Regions from separate parts of the Mus musculus genome. Here region 1 is linked to region 2. Evidence: chromatin contacts called from public promoter capture Hi-C data. All regions are on one chromosome and are shown on one strand. The core of a region is the stretch at or near the end of the contact, and the rest is flanking DNA. Distances in the headings are between cores, read along the strand shown.

Region 1 (6,941 bases), core at 1,397-3,896, 140 kb after region 2:
AGAAAGAAAGAAAGAAAGAAGGAAAGAAAGAAAGAAAGAAAGAAAGAAAGAAAGAAAGAAAGAAAGAAAGAAAGGAAGGAAGGAAGGAAGGAAGGAAGGAAGGAAGGAAGGAAGGAAGAAAAGGAAAGAAAAAACCCCACTAAAGCTGGGCTGGGTGGATGGCTCAGTGGGCAGTACACAAGGCTAAGGAGAGTTCAGATCATAAGCATCCACACAAGACATCAGGTGCGACCATGTGCACCTGGAACCCTAGGTGGATGCTAAAGGGTGGGAGTAAGACAGAAGGCTTTCTGGAGTTTGCAGGCCACCAGCTTAGCCAAAGAACCATGAGCTCCGGGTTTAGCAAAAGACCCTGTTTTAAAAGAATAAGACAGAGCACAACAGAGGAGGGCACAGATAGCCGGTTTTTGCAACAAGGGTTGTTACCCACTGAGCCATCTCACTAGCCTATTTGATATTGCTGTTTTAATACATGGTCTCACATACCCTAGGATACTCTTGAACTTTTGAGCTTGCTACATAACCAAGGCTGTCCTTGAACTCCTAACCCTAGTTCCTAAATTTTTATATTACAGGCATCTGCCTGGCCAAAAACAAAAGTTGTCTCTTCAGTCCTGGACACATCTGTCAAATGACTGGCTGCTTTAGTTTTGTTTATTGCACAGATACTAAATAATAGTGATCCTCTGTGTTTCTAACCTGGTGAGTTGCCTGGGTACTTCCAATTTCACTACTGTGGAAGAAAACCCAAGTTTTATGGCACAAAAGACTCCTAACTCCACCACAGCCACCCTGCTGTTTCAAGATGGAACACCTTTAGTGACCACCCACCCCTTTGGCTGTCAACCAACTCAAGATCCTACCTTGATAATTGTTCTTAAAGGGTAGGGAACACCCTCCGTAGCTAGGTAAGGTGAATTCCATCATCCCCCCCTCCGTGCAGCTGTGGAGGTGAGTCACAAGGACTTTAGCACAGCTGAATAGCAAGCAGATCTTAGGCCCGAGGGATTCCTTCCAAAGCTTTTTCAAGCCCACCTCTGAGCTGCCTTGGAGAGGAGCTTTTAAAAGCATGGCCCTGTGAGTCATGGGCTCAATCCGGGGGTTTGAGATAAGCGATTGTTTGAGCTGCGCTTCACCTGGGTCATCTGAGCATTCAGTGATTCCCCACCCCACCCCACCCCCCACTGGAAACTACCAGCCACTAAACAACAGAATGACCGAATGACTGAACATCATTGTGATGGGTGCCGGCAGTGGCCAACTCATTTTCTATTCTGGAAGCTATAACTGAATTCAACTTGCAAAATTAACAAATAAAAAGGTGTGTCCCTGACCAGGGAGCATTAAGGACCACCTGTTTAATTTTAAAACAATAACCAAACAAAATAAGAAATGCAGGGTTATAATTCAGGCCTGTTACCCAAGGAGCTGATAGGGTTAGCAGCCCCATAGAAGGAACAACAATATGAACTAACCAATAACCCCCAGAGCTCCCAGGGAATAAACCACCAACCAAAGAAAACACATGGTGGGACTCGTGGCTCTATCTGCATATGTAGCAGAGGATGGCCTAGTCTGTCATCAGTGGGAGGAGAGGCCCTTGGTCCTGTGAAGGGCTCTATGCCCCAATATAAGGGAATGCCAGGACCAGGAAGCAGAAGTGGGTGGATTGTTGAGCAGGGGGAGAGCAGAAGGGATAGGGGATTTTCGGAGGGGAAACCAGGAAAGGGGATAACATTTGAAATGTAAATAAATAAAGAAAATGTCTAATAAAAAGTAAATAAATAAATAAAAATAATTCAGGCCTGTGTTTTGATAAAGCAGGGTTGCCATCTTTTATTGTTGTCTGTCCCTCAGGAGAAAAATCATTAAAAGGAAATATTAATTTTCCTTTGTACTGACATTAAATAATTCATATTTCCCTTAATTTACAACATACCAACAATCACCTTATTTCAGAGTTAGAAAATTGTTCAGATTATATTTATGGAAGAGAATCTTAAAAATCACAGAGTCTAAGAACCTACGCCAGCCTACTCAATAATAATAATGTTCAGGTGAGAACTTGGGAATGTTAACTTTAGCAAGCCATCAGATGATCCCTATGTTCAGCCAAGTTTGCAATTAGCTGATGCAGAGGTAAGGAAGGAAAAGTGGGTGAGACTTTTCCTCAAAAAAGTGGAGCTTTGTAACCAAATGCCTGATCCAGGGTACTTAGGAAGTAAAGAGAGCTTTGTTTTGGCTCATGGTTCTGGAGATTCAAGTCTACGAATAGAAGGCAGTATCAGACACATTATCATCCAGGATGCAAAGGGCCTGAGAGATTTTAGACTCTTTATTCCCCTCACAGGTATACCCTCAATTACCTAAGGATGTCCACTAATTTCTACAAGGGATGCTTAAAGCCCCACAGGGACTGCCCAGCAAGTAGCACCACCCTGGGGACCTAGCTTTTCCATGTAGACCTTTGAGGGGTACTCATCCAAAGAACAGGAGGTTAGGTTTTCCTTTGAAAAATACTGAAGGCCAGCAGCAAGCAGGCCTGAAGGGGCGGATCTGTGCCGGCCTTAGAACCGCCCCTCCAGGCCTGAGGAGGGGCGAGGGAGGTCACAGCCTGAAGGTGTATCAGCTACCGCCACGCCTTCCAGCATTTCGAGCTCAGAGCTGCAAGCTGTTAGTTGGGAGCACCAGCACTGCGAAGCAGTACCCGGAGCTACCATGGCCTACAGCCCGCAGGAAGAGAAAGATAAAGTTGTATTCGTGACCAAAGAAGACCACGAAAGTCCCAGCAATGCCGAGCTGGTGGTTGACGAGCCCAATGATCCCCATGCAGAGTATGGACTGATACTGCCAAGTGGCAGCATTAACTGGAATTGCCCGTGCCTTGGAGGAATGGCCAGCGGCCCCTGTGGAGAACACTTCAAGTCTGCCTTTTCCTGCTTCCACCACAGCACCGAAGAAGTCAAGGGGTCCGATTGTGCAAGTGAGTACCAGGCCTTGAAGGAGTGCATGCAGAAATACCCAGACATCTATCCTCAAGAAGAGAATGAGAGCGAGAGCGAGGACGACAACTCGGACATCTACCAGGAGGCCCTGCAGGATGAGGAGGAGGAGGAGGAGGAAGAGGACGATGATGTCGATGACTACTACTACGAGGGGCTTGAGAATGCCGAGGTAGAGGAGGAGGAGGAGGAGGAGGAAGATGAAGATGACTATTACTACGAAGTAGAGGAGTATGAGGAGGAGGAGGAGGAGGAGGAGGAGGATTACTATCACGAGAACAACTATTACAACAATAACGACTACTATGACGATGAAGACTACTACCAGTACGAAGACAACTATTATAAGGACGAAGATGATGAAATCTACTACGAGGCTGACTACCAGGAGGAGGGAGAGGATGAAGAGGACGAAGAGGATGAGGATGCTTTCTATGAGGCTAACTATTTCGGTGAGGAGGATGAAGAGGAGCCAGCGGAGCCAGCTGAGCCAGCGGAGCCAGCCAAACCCAAGGAGGAAGCAGACGCCGCTGAGGCCTCCTCTGGAGGCAAATTGCAGTACTTCAGCGCCTGAAGGCCACAAGCCCCAGCTGCTGCCCATTTACTTAGCCACAGAACTTTCTGCACTATGAACGCCTGCCTTTCGATCGCTTGCTCTCTCTCTCAATGAAAGTATCCTTTCCTCTCTTGTTTTATGCACTGTAATATAGAAAATAACTTACTTTGATGATCGAGGTCTTGGCGGCTTGCCTGACCCTGAAGAAAAGAGGGGTGTGTGTGTGCACCTACATTATACAGAAACTTACCCTCAACACTAGGCCACTGCTGAACTGTCCTCTCTGAGTGCCCTGGATTCTGCCACTTTGAAATTATGTGAAGTTTCTCAACAGTCAAGAGCCGTTACTCAGAAAAGTCTCTCGTAAGTAAGCCGATTTATGCTGACCCATTGTATCCCTTTTAGTAGGTTTTATGTCTCTTTGGGAAATTAAGTAGAGGCCAAAACGTCTTCCTTAAGATTGCTAGAGTGAGGCCGTTCCTACTGGAAGAGGCCAGAGATCAGATAGTGGCACTGGAATATATGGGTGGGGGCTGCTGTGCTGTGTTTTGTTTGCGTGTTTGCAGTGCATCCACGCTCTTGGGTGTCTGCAGTTGGAAGGTAGAATTCCGATCATTTGACTACCAGTCCCTTCCTAAGGGAAAGGAGAGGCTGGACTTTGGTTTGTTGATTTACTGTTTCAAAAGGCCTGGTTTGGGGGCTCTGGTTCACTCAGTACAGTCAGTTGTAGCATTCCGGAGAAATGGGAACCAAACTGTTGTCAGAGGAAGCAGCCAAAAGAGGCTGTGATCTGAATGAAGTACGCAGTTAAAAAGAAATGATTTATTAAAAAAAAAAAAGTAAAAGAATGAGCACTAAGATTGTGTATGTAAAAGAATGTATGAATGAGTGAATGGATGAATGGATGAATGAATGAATATGTAGGCTTATGCATACCACAGCATTCATGTCGAAGTCAGAGAACAGCCTTGAGCATCGGTGTCTGCTTTCCTCCTTGCTTGAGACAGGATGTCGTTGGGTTTCTGTTGGCTAAGCCAGGCTAGCTGGCGCTCGAGCTTCTGGCGAGTCTTTCTCTAAGGAGCACGTGGGTTACAGGTGTTCCTCTTACCATGATTGGCTTTCGGATGGATTCTGGGGATTCAAACTCAGGCCCTCATGCATGCCTGCAAGCACTTTTACCCACTTTGCTGCCTCCCAGCCATTAGGTTTTCTCTTTTTTGTAATGAGGTCTGGCTGCGTGTTCCAGGATAGCCTTGAACCCCAGTCTTCCCTCCCAAGTGCTCTGATTATGAGTTTTGCTGCCACACCCTGCCATTGGATCTAGTTTGGGCACATAGGAAAATCATTTAGACCGGTGCAATATCTCAGCAGGTAAAAGGCACTTGCCATGGGACAATCTGAGTTCGATCCTGGGACCCACATACTGGAAGGAAATGACCTTTGACCTCTACACGGTGGCACACACACAGACGGGGGGGGGGGGCGAGGAGAGGAGAGAGAGAGAGAAAATTGTTTTCATCTATAATATAGAGAAACTGAGCTACCTCCCATCCAAGTACTAAAGCAGGACTAACCTTGCTTAGCTTCCAAGGTCAGGGTGGCAAGGTTGATACCTAAGGCTGATTCTCAATTGTATTAGCATATTAGATAGAATCCCCTGGGAAGATTGTGAAAGTGACCATTATCCAGACACCAGCACAGGCTTATGAAGCAGAATTTCTGGAGAACTCATGCTGTCGTTCTTTCAAATCTCCCCAGGTGGCTTCCATGAATAAGCTCTGCTTCAAAGGATGACACCAAGCATCACCAAGCAAAATACCTTTGATTAGTCTTCTCTATGCCCTAGGAGGCTGGCCCTGTCTTCTGTGACATATAGCTTCTATTCATGGAGGATCTACTAGTATGAGTTTAAGGTCCTTACCTACAGTACATTATCTGCTATGACTCAGGAGAAAATTCTGACAACACTAATGTGACGCCATTCTCCAGGAGCATCCAGCCCCATGAACACGAATGAGATGAGCAGACAGATAGACAGGGATGGATATGCTCACTCAACTCCAGAACACTTCACCAGCCCTGATCTTAAGGCTCTGAGTTTAAGGTGACTTTCTGAGAAAAGTCACCTGGTTATTAGGACACTGGTCTAGGGACTGGTCCTAGGCTGGTCCTCAGTTGCCTTTTTTGAATGGACTAACCTACCATTTGACCTTGTCATTCTTTAATCATTCCCAGGCCCTTGGAGCATCACCCCATCAGAAAAACTACCAAAAGAAATGGCTGGAAAATGGCATCTGATCTTCAGGCCTGGGGAAGAAGATTTAACGACTTGGTTTCCTGTTCATTCGCTGCTTTTCCAGGAGTGCTGCTTTGCCATAGACTGTGGGTCTGGCCAGCTGACCCATTTCGGCCCACCATTCCACATTTCCACATGGCTTTTCCTCCGTTTAATGAAAATGTTGGAAGGTAGGTCTTCTTGCTTCTCCAGGGTCTGTTTGGTTTCCCCAAGTGGGGTTCACTTTCTTCCTTTCCTCAGGTACCCTGTGGCTTCTCTCCTCCTGCCCTCATAAAACAAGTTAAGTAAAACCCCAGGTCTCAGAAAAGGCCTTTTGGAGTCTAGTCACAGACTTCCTAGTTTAAAGCTGCTACTCTGACTCCTGCTTTCCCATATCAAGTCAGAGACTCCGTGCTTCCAGACCAAGGCCCCTGAAATCAGATAAGAAGCTGTTGACTAAGACTGTGTGCAGGCTGGCCTGCGCACATCACCTTTGCTTTTTTTTTTAATTCCAGTCTTTCCCCTTAGGGTGTTCACATCGCTCTTACTTAGGCCTGCTAAAACACAAAGAGCCCTTTAGGGCTGTCCAAAAGATGGAGGTCCCAAGGGTGTCTTTAGGCTCTGGTTGCAGATTTTGTTGATGTGGCAAGTGGGCATAGAAATTGAGCTAAGGCAGTAGTAGGAGTTGAGGTACTAAGTCTGAGGTAGATCTCCTGTTGCTGGCCTTCTTCTTGGGCATTGGTTTTTTTGTTTTTTGTTTTGGTTTTGTTTTGTTTTTTTTTTGTTTTTTGTTTTTTTTTTTGTTTTTTGTTTTTCAAGACAGGGTTTCTCTGTATAGCTCTGGCTGTCCTGGAACTCACTTTGTAGACCAGGCTAGCCTCGAACTCAGAAATCCACCTGCCTCTGCCTCCCAAGTGCTGGGATTAAAGGCGTGTGCCACCACGCCCAGCGCTCTTTGGTTTTAAGGCATGTGAAACAGATGTTAGGAAATACAAAGCATGTTGGAAACTATGCAGAACTTGCAGTGTTTGTATACCTGAATGATAGGAACAGGCACAAAACCATTCATACAGCGTCACTGAGAGTTAATCTCTGCAACTCCGACCAA
Region 2 (6,694 bases), core at 3,880-6,379:
ATCCAGACCAAAAAGCATTAAACTAGTAATGGTAAAGGCGACAACTCACCATGAGGACATGACAGCTAATATGTATCAAGGGTCACATGACAAAAACTGGAGACATATGGGAAAACAGAATTATATTGAAATACTTTAATATCTCTCATGTTTGATCCACACCCAATTAAGTGTTTTTATACCTTAGCAAGGTATAAACAATCACATACATCAATTTTTGTCTTTGAAGATAAAGGACATTTTTGTGGCCGGGCAGTGGTGGCGCACACCTTTAGTCACAGCACTCAGGAGGCAGAGGCAGATGGATTTCTGAGTTTGAGGCTAGCCTGGTCTACAGAATGAGTTCCAGGACAGCCAGGGCTACACAGAGAAACCCTGTCTCAAAAAAACAAAACAAAAACAAATGAACATTTTGTGCTCATGCAACAAAACTAAAGATACTTAATAGACATAATAAACCTGCAATGGAAGTTTCAGCACTCTCAAGCTAACCTTAATTCATAAGAGAATAAACATCTTCCAGGATATAGAAGAGATGGGGGTAAGGGTCAAATGATCAGAGGCACAGCTAATAGCCTTAAAACTGAAAGGGGTGGGAGATATGGCTCAGCAGTTAAGTGCACTCATTACACTTCCAGAGGACCTGGGTTCAATTCTCAGCACCTACATGGTAGCTCACAACAGTCTGTAACTGGGAGAGCTGACTTCCTCTTCTGGCCTCTACATACACCAGGCAAGCAAGTGGTCAACAGAAATACACGTAGAAAAACCGCCTATATACATAAAATAAAATTAAAATTAAAATAGAAAAAAAACATGAAGTAAAAGGGAGTGGCAAAAAAGAAATCGGTATCCAACTTAAAAAAAAAAGAAAAAACAAAATTAATCTAAGGATATCAGAGAGACTCAGAAAGGTCAAGGTAAACATGAACCACACATAAAAGCCATCATACTAAGAAATAAATATAAGCAAATAAACCACCTACTAACTGAATCAAGAAGACAGTGGTGCCTCATGCCTGTAAGTCCAGAACTCCAAAAAGTTGAGAGAAAGGGATCAACAAGAGTTTGAAGTCAATTTGGGCTACACAGTGAGTTCCAGAAGAACGAACCCCTATCTAAAATAAAGGTGGAGAGAGGGATGGAGAAAAAAGACAAAAAAAAGACTGTTAAGACAATACTATTAAAGCTGCATGCAGTGGTATATACCTCTACTTGTAGCATTCAGAAGACTAGATGAAGACTGGGAGTTAGAGGCTCACTTAGGCTACATAGCAAGACTGTTTCAAAAAAAATACATAAATACAACTGGATATGTTGTATGTCTTTAATCCTAGCACTGAGGAGGCAGAGGCAGGCAGAACTCTGAGTTGGAGGCCAGCCTAGTGTACAGAGGGTTTTCCAGACCCTGTTTTAGTAAATAAGTAAGGCCCTACAATGCTCCAATCCAATGGTCAGACAAGGTCATAAAACTAAACCTAAAGCCATGAATCTAGGAAGGGTCGGGGTGTGTGTGTGTGTGGTGTGTGTGTGTGTGTGTGTGTGTGTTGATAGGGATGGGAAATGGGTAAGAGAGGAGTGCAGGAGAAAGTAGTGAGAATGGATTATATACGTAAGAAACCTGCCAAAAGACAAGCAAATTTTTTTAAAGCACAAAATAAAAAGTGAGCACCTAAATGGAACAAGAGATGGGAGAGAGGGGAATCTATTCAAACTTGCCAAAAAAAAAATCAATGAAAATGAGTATTTTGTAGAAAAAAATATATCCAAATGGACTCCAAATGACTCAGAAAATCTACACAGACCAATACCATAGAATATAGAAACTTGTGGAAGGTTTCATAGGAGTGTTAGACCAAATCTTTAAAGAGCAGTTAATGCAAAAGAATAAATCAGTATTAATGGAGAAAAAAATTATCTTTCTGAAACAAGCCTAACTTTTGAAAAAAAGAAAGCCAAATAAAACCTAACAGCCTGCATATGCAAACATCTACAAATAACGCAAGGGTCTCAGTATAACGACCCAAGAGTTTATCAAACTATCTCTTCTACTGCTATACAATTTTCCAAAATAAAAAGCCAAGATAAAGTTTACTTGAGGAAAAAAAAACCTTTCTATGTAAACATGACTTCACCCATTAAAATGGGATAACCAGATAACCATGTAGCAAGAGTACAGAAAAGCAGGCACTCTATCTCAGAAACTCCCCATAGGTGGGTGAATAGATTCCTCTGATGGAAAGGAATTTGTTAACAATTATCAAAATTACAAATGCGTATCTTCCTTGATGTAAAAGGTCACCATCAGCCAGGCGGTGGTAGCGCATGCCTTTAATCCCAGCACTTGGGAGGCAGAGGCAGGCGGATTTCTGAGTTGGAGGCCAGCCTGTTCTACAAAGTGAGTTCCAGGACAGCCAGGGCTATACAGAGAAACCCTGTTTGGAAAAACAAAAAACAAACAAACAAACAAACAAGAAACAAAAAAAGGGTCACCGTCAGGAATTCCTATCTATACCCAGACATATGTGAAATTACAATGTACACAATACTTCACTGCAGTACTGTGCAAAGTCTTCAAATATCCCACTAGCTGTCACTTGTGAGGTATCTAATTACACTACACCCATATGAACCCTCAGCCGTCAGAAAAAGGGAAAGGAAGTTTACAAGTACATACACAGTAAGTTCTTTCATATTAAGCTTAAAAAGCAAGATAGAAATAAAACTATATGGTGCAACTTATGCAAAAAGAGTAGCCAACAGAAGTAGGACATAGACATTTTCTGCATAGGTCCTTTTACATCTTTTGAATTTGGAATCATGTAACTGTAATCTTGAGCCAAAAGAGAAAATATAAATTTTTATGTTGTTGCTGTTTTTTTTTTTTAATCTTGCCCTTGGGAATGGTGCTACAATACTATCTTTGTAAATTGATATTCCATTTAGAATACTTGGTATTCTTGCAGACCTCATTTCCAGTAAAGATGATTCAAGAAATTATTCTTTTTAAAGGGCTTAAACAAGTATTCCATACAGAACAAAGGGAGGCAGCAGACTAACCAGAAGTACACCTACTTAATGGCTTCTAGCCCTGATGATGCTTTGGAAGGACTCGGGGTGCCCGCGACTCCATGCCCCAAGCCCCAAGCCCTGACCTCAACGCTTTAAAAGAGTAAACATTTGTTTCTAGATACTCACCACATAAGATTACCCACCATAACAATATCCTTACAGCAGTTTCCCTATTCAAATAACATCCTTGCCTATAAACATGGGAGATACTGCCATAGAAATAAAGTAACTGAAATTTCAGGTTTACTATTCAAACTTTCACAAACTTTGCAGGTGGGAGTGAGCCATTTCGTTTGTTCTTTCAATTAAGAGTGAATCTGTCTGTTTACCCTAACAAAAGGTTCCTGTGTTCACAATCATCTCTAACCCTAAGTTAGGAAAACATGCCTATTGATAGCAATAGCAACGTTTTCATTCTAAGCTGTGAAGTCAGGACCTGTCTCATCTCTGGGACCCACATGCCAGGAGGAGAGAACCAACTCCCCCAAGTTCCCCTCTGATCCTACAGATACACCATGATACGTGTGGCCACACAAACAAGTTCGTGCATAGATAAAATGTTTAAGAATAAATACATAAATTCTACACATAGCCAGAGGGAGTAGAGTCCAACTACTGAAAAGCTTTTGAAAATGAAACTTAAGATGCAAAGGCCAACTTCACCCTCACCTTAGATTTTCATCATCTATCTTTGGTAACTTAGCTTCTAAAACTTAATTTGGCATCAGCTTCAACCTCTAACCTGTACCTCTTTCCATCCCCTGTGTTGCTCCCCCAAATATAGACAACACCATATTTTGCATATCTGGTCCTCCCAGAAGGTTGTACCTATTTTGCATTTTTATATCCAACTGATACCATCCCATGACATTTAAATCATATGAATTCAACAGATCTAGGCTTTGAGAGCCTAAGTCATCTTGAGTTTCCTTGGGGGGATGCTGAGTTCCATATTTGTTTTATTTCAGGTGTTTCATAACCGCATTCGGCCTGCTGGAGTTAGAATGACATTCTCTGGGGGAAACATAATTGATCAGTTCATGGAAGGTGGCAGAACCTATTCCCATCTAAGTAGGCCTCAGACTTTATTGGGGGTCCTCTCCATTCCCATCCCAATCCATGTAAAATGAAGTACTAGCCCAGCTGCCAAAAGGGTGTAAGGAAAGGTGCTCACACTTAGGCTGGAGTTGTCCTAGAACCCCTGCTTTGTAGCCAGGAGCCCACAGGTCAGCTCTTACCCAAGACTCTGACTGCTTTGAAGTCAGAATCATAATGATGGCGTTCAGGTCCTGCCACTCAAGGCTACCCAACACCTTTCAGCAGAAAATTTTGAACAAAACGCCACTACGTGATTTACTCAACCTCAAGGTGTTTCTAAACACATCTTACACAACCATTAAAAACGCCTAAAAATAAAAACGTTTACGAGTTCTCTTTCTGAAGTTTTCAGGAGAGTGCGGTTTGAGTCAAGTAGATTTGAAGCTCGTAATGAATAGCTGGAGAGTTCTGAGTGGAATGAGGGTCCTTGGACGAAGCTGGGCGTGAGGGTGTCAGGCCCTGCCCCTCCACTTCCCGAAACCCGAAACCTATGCCCCAGGAGGGCCCTCAGGCATGCATCCCCATCACCCCTCCCGGAGCTTCTCACGGAATTTGCCCAGAAGCTTAAGTAAGAGCCCCAACTACGGGCAGGACAAGGATGGCGTCTCCCTCACTCCCGTGGGGCCTTGGAGGTGGCTCCAAGGAGTCAGACTTACCGAAGTCCAGGAACTGTTTGATAGACAGTGGCGACGGGGAGAAGCGGGAGTAGCGCTCGATCTGCTTGGGGACCGGCTGCTTGAGCAGCCGGTAGAAGAGCCGCATCCTCACTAGAGCAGTGTGCAGATCCGCCGAGCCGTCCGGGACCGGAGCCGAGGCGGTCACCGCCGCCTAGCCGCGAGGAGGAGGCGGCGCCGGCGGGGCTTTACCTCTACCTGGGGCTCGGCCTTGGCGCCAGCAGCTGCTCGCCTGCCGCGACACCTACACAAGTACCGGGCAGCAGTTGGGCGGCCGTGGCCGGCTGCCCGCGGCTTCCCAAGCCCCGCCTGAAAAAGGCGGGATCTGCCGCCGCACGTACGCGGCGCGCGTGGGATGTGAGGGGCGCTAAGGGGTACGCGGCTGCACGCGCGCGCTGCTGATTGGCTGCCGCCGCCGCCTAAGCTTCCTTAAAGCCCCGGTAACACGCACACAAACCTCCTGGGTCTCGGGCTGGTACCAGCCAGCTCCGTTCCTGCAGGTCCCGCCCCGGATCAAGTCTTGAGAAGTGCTCCGAGACTTGAAGGCCATTGGGAGCCCACGCCTGAGCTATTTTTAGGGGCTCTAGACCTCCCCAACCCGAGGCCCCTCTTCCGGAAGGCCCTCCTCAGATCTGCTGACTCCTCAGCTTTAAGTTGTTCCATGTGGTCCTACGCTTCCAACAATTAATTACAGAATTAAGTGGAAGCTACTGGTCCCACCCCCACCTCCCCCTACACACACAAACATTACACGCGACAGGATTCAGTATATTAGCAATTAACCTGTCCTCGGAAGCTCTACTCACTGACTGCCCACCTTCACTCCGGGTGAATACCTTTGGACAGGATTGTTACAAAACAGTATTGTTACGTCACTGGCTGTGGTTCCTGGTCCTAGACCCCTCTTTACCAACTGGGCCAATAACAGCATCCTTAGATCACTGTTTCATGCCTCTCTCACCACTAAGACCTTTGAAGGAATCCATTACAAACGAAGGTCATTAACACTTGGTTTCCATGAACCTAGATCCACTTGCCCCGAGACAGTTGTCGGGATTAGTAACAAATATTTAATTGCCCAAACATACACATCCATTGGAAAGGCTCAAATTAGAGCCACTGAGCCGGACGTGGTGGCACACACCTTTAATCCCAGCACTCACGAGGCAGAGGCAGGCAGATTTCTGAGTTCGAGGCCAGCCTGGTCTACAAAGTGAGTTCCAGGACAGCCAGGGCTACACAGAGAAACCCTGTCTCAAAAAAAAAAAAAAAAAAAAAACAAAAAAAAAACAACAACAAAAAAACCAAAAAACAAACAAACAAAAAAAAACAACGAAGGGAAAAAAATTAGAGCCACTGACCAGTGTCTTTCACAACCCCTCCCCATCACAAAACCCTGACTCAGTTTCACCACTACTACCACTTTGGTGCAGGAATCTATATATTACATTGTGCTAGATTGTCTTTCTATGACAGTGAGCTTAAATTCATGGCTCAGTATATGAAATCAGTATTTCCTAATGTGGATATAGGAACTACTGCTTGCTTTTAACTGTTACCACAAAACATTAATTTTTGTTAATGTGTAAAGCTCAACTAGAAAAAAAAAAGGTAAAAGTTCTTCTTGGTCTGATTATTAGTGGAAAGTTTCATGCCTTCATTTGGCTATGTAGCGCCTCTTTGCTTTATGAAACTGTTGGGCTTCTGCTCTTTGAATTGAAAGAAAAACAGCACGTGCCTTCAGAGACGTCCTGTGCTCTTCCCACATTTCCAGATTTTTAGGTACAACATAACATACCTGGGCTACTTTGCCTTTTCCATTCGAAGCAAAGCCTAAAGAGACTTAGCAA

Evidence for each region. Capture Hi-C pulls out chosen DNA fragments and counts their contacts.
Region 1: a contact with region 2 is called in a promoter capture Hi-C map of pancreatic islet. The contact joins the promoter of AU015836 here to the promoter of Pdk3 in region 2. A contact is called at or near these places in 5 of 39 promoter capture datasets (hippocampal neurons, liver, pre-B cells and 1 more), 1 of 484 Hi-C or Micro-C datasets (embryonic stem cells) and 2 of 9 other capture datasets (adipose tissue and pancreatic islet).

What each region holds. Positions count from the first base shown.
Region 1 is chrX:93,966,010-93,972,950 of GRCm38.p6, forward strand. It overlaps AU015836 (expressed sequence AU015836), which reads left to right and starts at 2,647. Exons shown (of 3, transcript NR_028320.1): 1 at 2,647-3,921; 2 at 5,794-6,024.
Region 2 is chrX:93,827,021-93,833,714 of GRCm38.p6, forward strand. It overlaps Pdk3 (pyruvate dehydrogenase kinase, isoenzyme 3), which reads right to left and starts at 5,130. Exons shown (of 12, transcript NM_145630.3): 1 at 4,827-5,130. The coding sequence starts at 4,932. Gm46689 (a long non-coding RNA gene) reads right to left here and starts at 288. Exons shown (of 3, transcript XR_001782843.2): 1 at 50-288.